Linked DNA regions of Hordeum vulgare: region 1 is linked to region 2. The links are chromatin contacts, called in public Hi-C maps. All regions are on one chromosome and are shown on one strand. Each heading gives the region's core, a stretch centred on a gene start, on an enhancer-like site or on the middle of the called end of the contact. The rest is flanking DNA. Distances are from core to core; before and after follow the strand shown.

Evidence for each region. Hi-C and Micro-C count contacts between places; a contact is called where the count stands out from the background.
Region 1: a Hi-C map of leaf shows a contact between it and region 2, with 4 times the contacts expected there. The contact joins the promoter of LOC123425633 here to the promoter of LOC123425631 in region 2. A contact is called at or near these places in 3 of 6 Hi-C or Micro-C datasets (leaf and seedling) and 1 of 1 datasets of contacts at active chromatin or transcription factors (embryo).

Annotation. Positions count from the first base shown.
Region 1 is chr2H:154,110,308-154,113,587 of MorexV3_pseudomolecules_assembly, forward strand. LOC123425633 (ribosome-recycling factor, chloroplastic) reads right to left here and starts at 1,939. Exons shown (of 12, transcript XM_045109330.1): 1 at 1,722-1,939; 2 at 646-766; 3 at 496-562; 4 at 304-399. The coding sequence starts at 1,803.
Region 2 is chr2H:153,262,641-153,266,091 of MorexV3_pseudomolecules_assembly, forward strand. It overlaps LOC123425631 (protein TIME FOR COFFEE-like), which reads left to right and starts at 1,465. Exons shown (of 12, transcript XM_045109329.1): 1 at 1,465-2,183; 2 at 2,296-2,444; 3 at 2,538-2,865; 4 at 2,957-3,368. The coding sequence starts at 1,679. It overlaps LOC123425632 (a long non-coding RNA gene), which reads right to left and starts at 1,292. Exons shown (of 5, transcript XR_006621867.1): 1 at 1-1,292.

The DNA.
Region 1 (3,280 bases), core at 689-3,188, 850 kb after region 2:
CTTCACCTTTGCACAGTAACCTCTTTGTGCTTTAGTCTTAATTGCATACGCTAATTCAATTGTTTCCAAACAATATCAGTGAATTGTATTGACCACACATTGTCCCTCTGATATCAGTGCAGAATTTAATGGTAATCATTAGCCTACTGAAATAACTACTGGTTCACACGTAGCCTAGTTATGAAGTAAAACCAATTAAATTGTTATACAGATATAGAAAGAACATCACACGGAATGACGGGTGCTATCATGCAATTGTTACTTTCAGAATATATAAAAAGGAACAAAGCTAAATCATCAAACCTCAATCCTGTCAAGCATAGACGGGTTTGCCCGCCCAGTCCTCACGGTATTGAAGTTCGACTGAACTGTTTCAATGGCCTTCTCCATCTTTTCTTTCTGACAATACATAGTGCCAGCTAGTTAGCACCATACGTAATAGACTTTACAAGGCAAATATTAATACTTCTAATACAGAATTGCATTGTTATTTACAGCTTGTTCTTCAACGATTGTCTTTTCTTCCTCAATTTCTTCATTAGTGGCATGCCTCAAAACTGCTCTGATACATGATAATCACAAGTTAACGAAGATTAACTTGAAGCTCATTAAGTACAAGAAATATTTAAATGCAAGACTACTCGCCTCTTGTCCGAGTGTTGAAGAACCAAAGGCACACCAAAGAAACCCACTGCTCCAGACTGAATTTTCATGAAGTTTGTGGGCGAACTTAACAAGGATGAACGGTTTGAGAGACAACCACAACCTGTGAAATACGGCAATCTCTGATGAGACCTTGTCCACTAATGAGTTCTAGTAGGAATATGTGCTCTGGTTACTTGGTAAACTAGTACGAATATGTACATAAGGTAGAAGCAGTTCTGAGAAAGAACCACAACACGTTGAATGCAGTATGCTCTGATGACTGATGATGCCTTGTCACATTATTTCTTGCTGATGCACAAGAGGTCCGCTCTGATCTACTTCCTCCATCCGAAATTAGTTCACGCTCAAACAGATGTATCTAGCACTGAAATACGTCTAGATACATCCGTTTGAGAGTCAACTAATTCCAGATGGAGTGAGTAGAAACTACTCCTAGTTACTTGGAGCCACATTAGCTACTACGTCTGTCTCACCAGTCTTCCACGAGAAACAACAAACATCCAGTGATGAATTTCATGTGATACATCGGTTTATAAATGGCTTCAGTCACTTCTGAATGAGCCTGAATTGTGAAGGATAGCAGCTGTCAATGGTTCCTGATATCCAGTACTGCTGATATCTACCCATTTAAGTGCAAAGAAATACTAGTATTCCAACAGACATTAGCTCAAAACCACAAGTAAAGTAATACTAGTACATACTGTATTTTCCTCAAGTATCGTGAAATGCAGGCTGAAATGACTCTCAATTACATATCCAAGTGCACAGTGGAGTATAGAACTTGCCGTTCCAAATCCGATTCAGTCTTAGTTTGTCTATATGTTGGCGCGATGCAAACAGCAACCTAACTGCACTGGTCGCAAAGGTTGTTCCGTGAACGGAGAAGCGATAAAAGCACCGGCATTTGTATGCCACTGCATTCCTGACCTGGGGTTCGTCTTAGCGCTACAGTGCTTAGTGCTTACTACGCCGCAACCCGTATCATGAATGATAAAAGCTGTGTGATACTCGCGGGTTTCAACGAAGCGGGAAAGGACGGAGGGAGGAGGAGCAACCTGGGCGCTGGGGCAGACGGGCAGAGGAGAGGGCGCGGGGCGGAGGTGCCGCCGCCGCAGGGGAGACGGCGTGGAGCGCCATGGCGCGGCAGCAGGCGGAGTGGTAGCGAGAGGAAGGCCGAGTGGAAAGTGGTGGATTGGTGTGGAAATTGTGGATAAGGAGAGGGAGAAGGAGGAGGGAGGGGGGAGGGAGGGAAATGGCCGAAGAGGTTTGTGAGCTCTCGTGGGCTAGTAGCGCATGCTTGGGTCCAATTATGCTTGGTGGCCTATATGTCAGCAATTTCTTATGGGCCGTATGTAAAACTTGAGAGGAAAAAAGTTTACATAGCTCAGAGAATTTGTTTTATCATGAAAAACATTTCCTGCGCTCAGTACATAAATTTCAAAACGTTTCCAACGTGCATTTAAAAAAATGTTTACCACGTGTATTCAATAAAAAATTCAAAGCATGTTTTTTAAAAAAAATATTTAATAAATATGAAACATTTATAAGAACATTATATGTATATGAAAAATGTACAAGGTATGAAAAAAGTAGACATCAAAAGATATGTGAAAAAAATGTTCATCACGTATTTCTAATATTTTAAACACATGTAAAAAACTTTCCTAATATATATTAAAAAATGTACAGTGCATATGAAAAATGTACACATGTGTTAAAAAGGGAAAAGAAAAAAAGGAAGAAAATTAAACACTTTTATATTAGTTTACTAAAGAAAACCAGAAAAAATAGGCGAGAACTGATGAAAGAAACCATAGAAAACATGAGAAAGAAAAATAAAACAAATGGAAAAGACAAAGAAAACTGGAGAGAACGAATAAAAACCATTAAAGAAACAAATAAAACTAAAAAAAGAGCAACCGGGCTAAGCAAATGTGCTCGCGCAAGCGAACAAACGTGAGTACATGCAAAAATGGACCAGTTTTTTTTTGAGAAATTTTGCTACTTTATTAATCACTAAGAATGTTCATAGGTAAACGGTTCGGGTCATGAGAAATGACCAACCAAACATGTCTACGTAAGCCTAGAGTACATGCCGATTTGACGAGATTGTGAGCTTCGAAATTATGATTCCTACGTTCATAGACAAAAGAACATAGAGTAAAGTTATTAGTACGCTCTATTATTTCATGTACTACTGTTGAATGAAGGCCTCTTGTTCCTGAATTAATATCCTTCACCACAACCAGGCAATCTCATGCCACCTTCAACCTCTTGATATTTAGATCCTGTGCTAGTGCCAACGCTTCTGTGCAAGTGAAAGTTTCCAGTATCGTCACGTCAGTTATGCCTTGTACCACAACCGTCGAAGTCCCAAGATACGTCCATGTGTGGTCTCAGCAAATGGCGGCCACTCCACCCCCCCCCCCCCCCCCCCCTGCGTCTGTTGCGCACTATCGCGACATCTACATTCATCTTCACAACTCTCACTGGTGAGGCGACCTGGGAATTGGAAGAGTCTGGCTGGGCAACAACTGGAGCTTGTCTTGTCGTAGCAAAGACACTTCTTTGGGAATCCAGTTCAGAAGCCTTTGTCGGAGGGTTCGGCGAGACT
Region 2 (3,451 bases), core at 215-2,714:
CATACACTCAGTGACATAAGCAAAAAGAAGCCTACAACGGACGCGGAGTTTCTATAACTAGGCACAAATGTTCAAAATAAAATAATAAATTTAAAGAAATGATATATTTTGGAAATACTTGTTGTGCATTCAAAATTTCATCATGAAATCATATTTGTAAAGTCATGATAAAAAAACAAAATCGATCCTCTAACTTTGTTTTCCAAAAATACACCCAAATTGAGTTTTTTAAAAAAAAAAAGTGATTCGCAGGCATATTTTCATTGATAGCCACCTACTGAAAATATGCCTTGAATTACTCTTTATTTCTTTTCAAAATTCAATTTGGGTGTACAATGCTGGAAAGAAGGCGCACGTGGCTCGTTTAAAAAACTTGCAATTTAAAGCGAGCAGCAGTACGTCGCCATGCATATATGCACCCGATGCCGGTGGCGTCTGGATCCAGAACACGACGCCCCGCACCGCACCACACCACACCACAGCGAAAACATTTAAATTTAAATTTACCGGCCTTCAATGCTCCAAAGTTAGTGTAAGTAAAACCGCGCCAATCCGCGTATACAATGACATCTTCCGGATCTCCTCCGTGGTAATGATATTAAACTACTGGGTGTTTTCAAGGAATATCTTACTAATAATTCATCAGAGTAGAAGTAGGCCAGTGGTGCGGTGAAGGTTGGTGGCCGGCGGGCCCCGCCGACGTCACCCCCTCCGCCACGTCGGAGCCCACGAGCAGAACGTTAGGAAAGAGAAAAAGAAAAAGGAAAGAAAAGCGGATGAGACGGGAGATGCCCGGGCCCGCGCGTGGGCCCCGCCCGCCTCCACTGCCGCTGCTGCTGCCTGGAGACTTTCCTCGTGCCCTTTTAACCCACCCGTAGCAACCAACCGGTGCGCGCAGGCGCCACGTCAGCCCGGTTAAACCGCACCGCACTGTCCAGATCAGGCGGCCCATCCGTCCACGCGGACCCCGCGCGCGGTGGTCCCGTGCCAAAGCCGATGGCGTAGCGCCATTTCATCTTTATGTACTCGTATTGTATTATTCTTGCTTTATTTTGCGTGGAGTGTTGAGTTTTTACAAGAGGATAAAAAGATTTGTTAGGGAAGCGAACAAACGGGCGTGCCGCCATCCATCAACCACCCACCTCCCGTTGCCGGTGGGTTTCACCCCGCTCGGCTGCCCCGCCACGTGTCGGTCATCGGGCCATGCTTGTGGCGTAAGGAAGCGTCCACGAGATTTTATCGCGTGTTGGGTGGTAGGCGGTGGGGGCGGCCACGGTGGCAGGCGCGCGGGGGTCGGGGCCGTCGGATGCGTCGGGCGGATCCTGGCCGTCGGATGCGGGGATGGGCAGCGACAAAAAGAGGATGAGGCCTAGAAAGCGAGCCACAAGGGGAGGGGAGGAGGCCACACCAGAGAAGCAGCAGCCATTCCAGCCGAGGGAGAGAAGAGAGGAGAGCACTCTCTAGGAGGAGCAGCACCACCACCGATACAGAGAGAGAGAGAGAGAGAGGAGAGATACTTGTGAGCACGAGGGGAAGGAGAAGGAGGGCGGGCTCTCTCGCTCTGCCCGTGGGGATTTGTTGAGGCGGTTGGTGCGCGGATCTGCGCGGCGGCGGTCTGCCGGGACGCCGGCGGCGACTAGGAGGGAGGGAGATCGGAGGCGCATGCCTCAGATCTGACATGGAGCGGATCCGGGAAGGCAGGAGGGCCGCCGTGTCCATGTCCGGCGGGGCGCCTCCGCCGCGGCGGCGGCTCAGGAGCAACGGCGGCGGCGTCTCCGGCGGCGCGGGGCCGAGGGACTCGCCTCGGTCCGACAGGAGGCGGGGGGATCGCCTCATGCTCAACGGCAACGGCCGCGACGACGGCGACGACACATCCGACGACAGCCTCGGCGACGACGATGACGACGCCGACGAGGACCTCGGACCGGCCTCCGCGCCCAGGTACCCGCCGGTGCAGCGCCGCTCGCCCAGCACGGCGCCTCCGCCGTCCCCGCCTCAGCCGAGCGGCGCCGGCCACCACCACAGCAGCAGCAGCAGCGGCGGCGGCGGCGGTTACAACAACCACCACCACCACGGCCAGCAGCAGATGCACCGGAAGGGGGGCTCCAATCCGAAGAGCCCCATAGTATGGAAGGCCGCCGACGAAATGATCGGTGTTCCAGTCCCCAGGAAGGCGCGCTCAGGTACGCACCACAACCACAAAGCACGCAATTTTCCGCCCTTGTTGCCGCTTCTTCCTGTTTCTTATCTCCTCTTCTTCCCTAATCTCACCGTTGTTCCTCGTGTTTTCCGCAGCTTCCACCAAGAGGTCTTCGCACGAGTGGACAGGCCCCGGCGGTGGAACCGGCGGCGCCGGCGCTGTAGAAGCCTCGCAGATCCAGCGTCCTTCACGGCCGATCTCGCCGGCTTCCACATCGACCACCGCCCCTGTTAGGAAAAAGCTGGTGCGTTTTTTTCAGGCCGACAGAATCCATCTCCCCTCATGATTCCTTAACTCTAGCACTTACTGATTTCTCTCCCTCTCCGATGTCTCACAGAAAACGATTGGTGGCGGTGGGAGCAGCGGCGGCGGTTCTGGACCTGCACCGAAGCAGCGGCCGTCGCCGGCCTCAGCTCCTTCGGCAGCGCCGCCTCAGCCATCACAACCAAAGATTTCCAAGTCGCCGTCCTTCATCCAGGAGGAGATCGAGGTCGCCGAGGTGCTATTTGGCCTGACGCGGCAGTTCCCCTGCCCTCCCAAGCAGGAGAACATGAATCACAAGCCGGAGCCAAAGGACGCGCCGGAGGCCAAGTCTGGGAACTCTTCGCCGGCTCCGTCGTCATCTGGCGTCCGGCCGGCAGATTCAGCCTCTCTCACCACTACAGGTAGCAGCTCGTCAATTTTAATCTTGTAACGATTTTTTGTTGCTAATTTTGGTTTTGTGGGTCTAATAAACTTCCTCACTGCTTTTCCCAGCCCCAAAGAGGAAGCGGCCACGGCTGGTCAAGTACGACAACGAGAACCGCCCGCCGAGCCCAGCAAAGCCGGACACGGCAGAGCCGCCCTCAAGGCAGGAAGTGCTTCCGGTGCCAAGATCAGATGCGAAGCCGTCGGTGTCGGCTGTGGCCGAAAGTGGCGCCAGCACCACCGCCGCTGCCTCCGCCACGGCTGGCGCGCAGCAGGAGGCTACCCGGGAGCAGCCAGAGAAGAGGGAGGACCACAGAGGAAGAGATCCAGAGCTCCGGGCCAGCGAATCAGATCGACGGGATCACGGGCCCGAGAGCCGGGCCGAGCCGCCGGCGCCACCAGTCAAGCCCGACGGCGAGGCTGCTGCTGCGCCGGTCGGCTCTGAGGCCAGGAATGGGGAGGCCATCACGGCGACAAAGAGGTGGGCCATTTGGATTTTTTTATTATTATTGGTGTTGTGATAGCCATTATTGCCTTTGGATTGTGCCGATCTGATTAGTATAT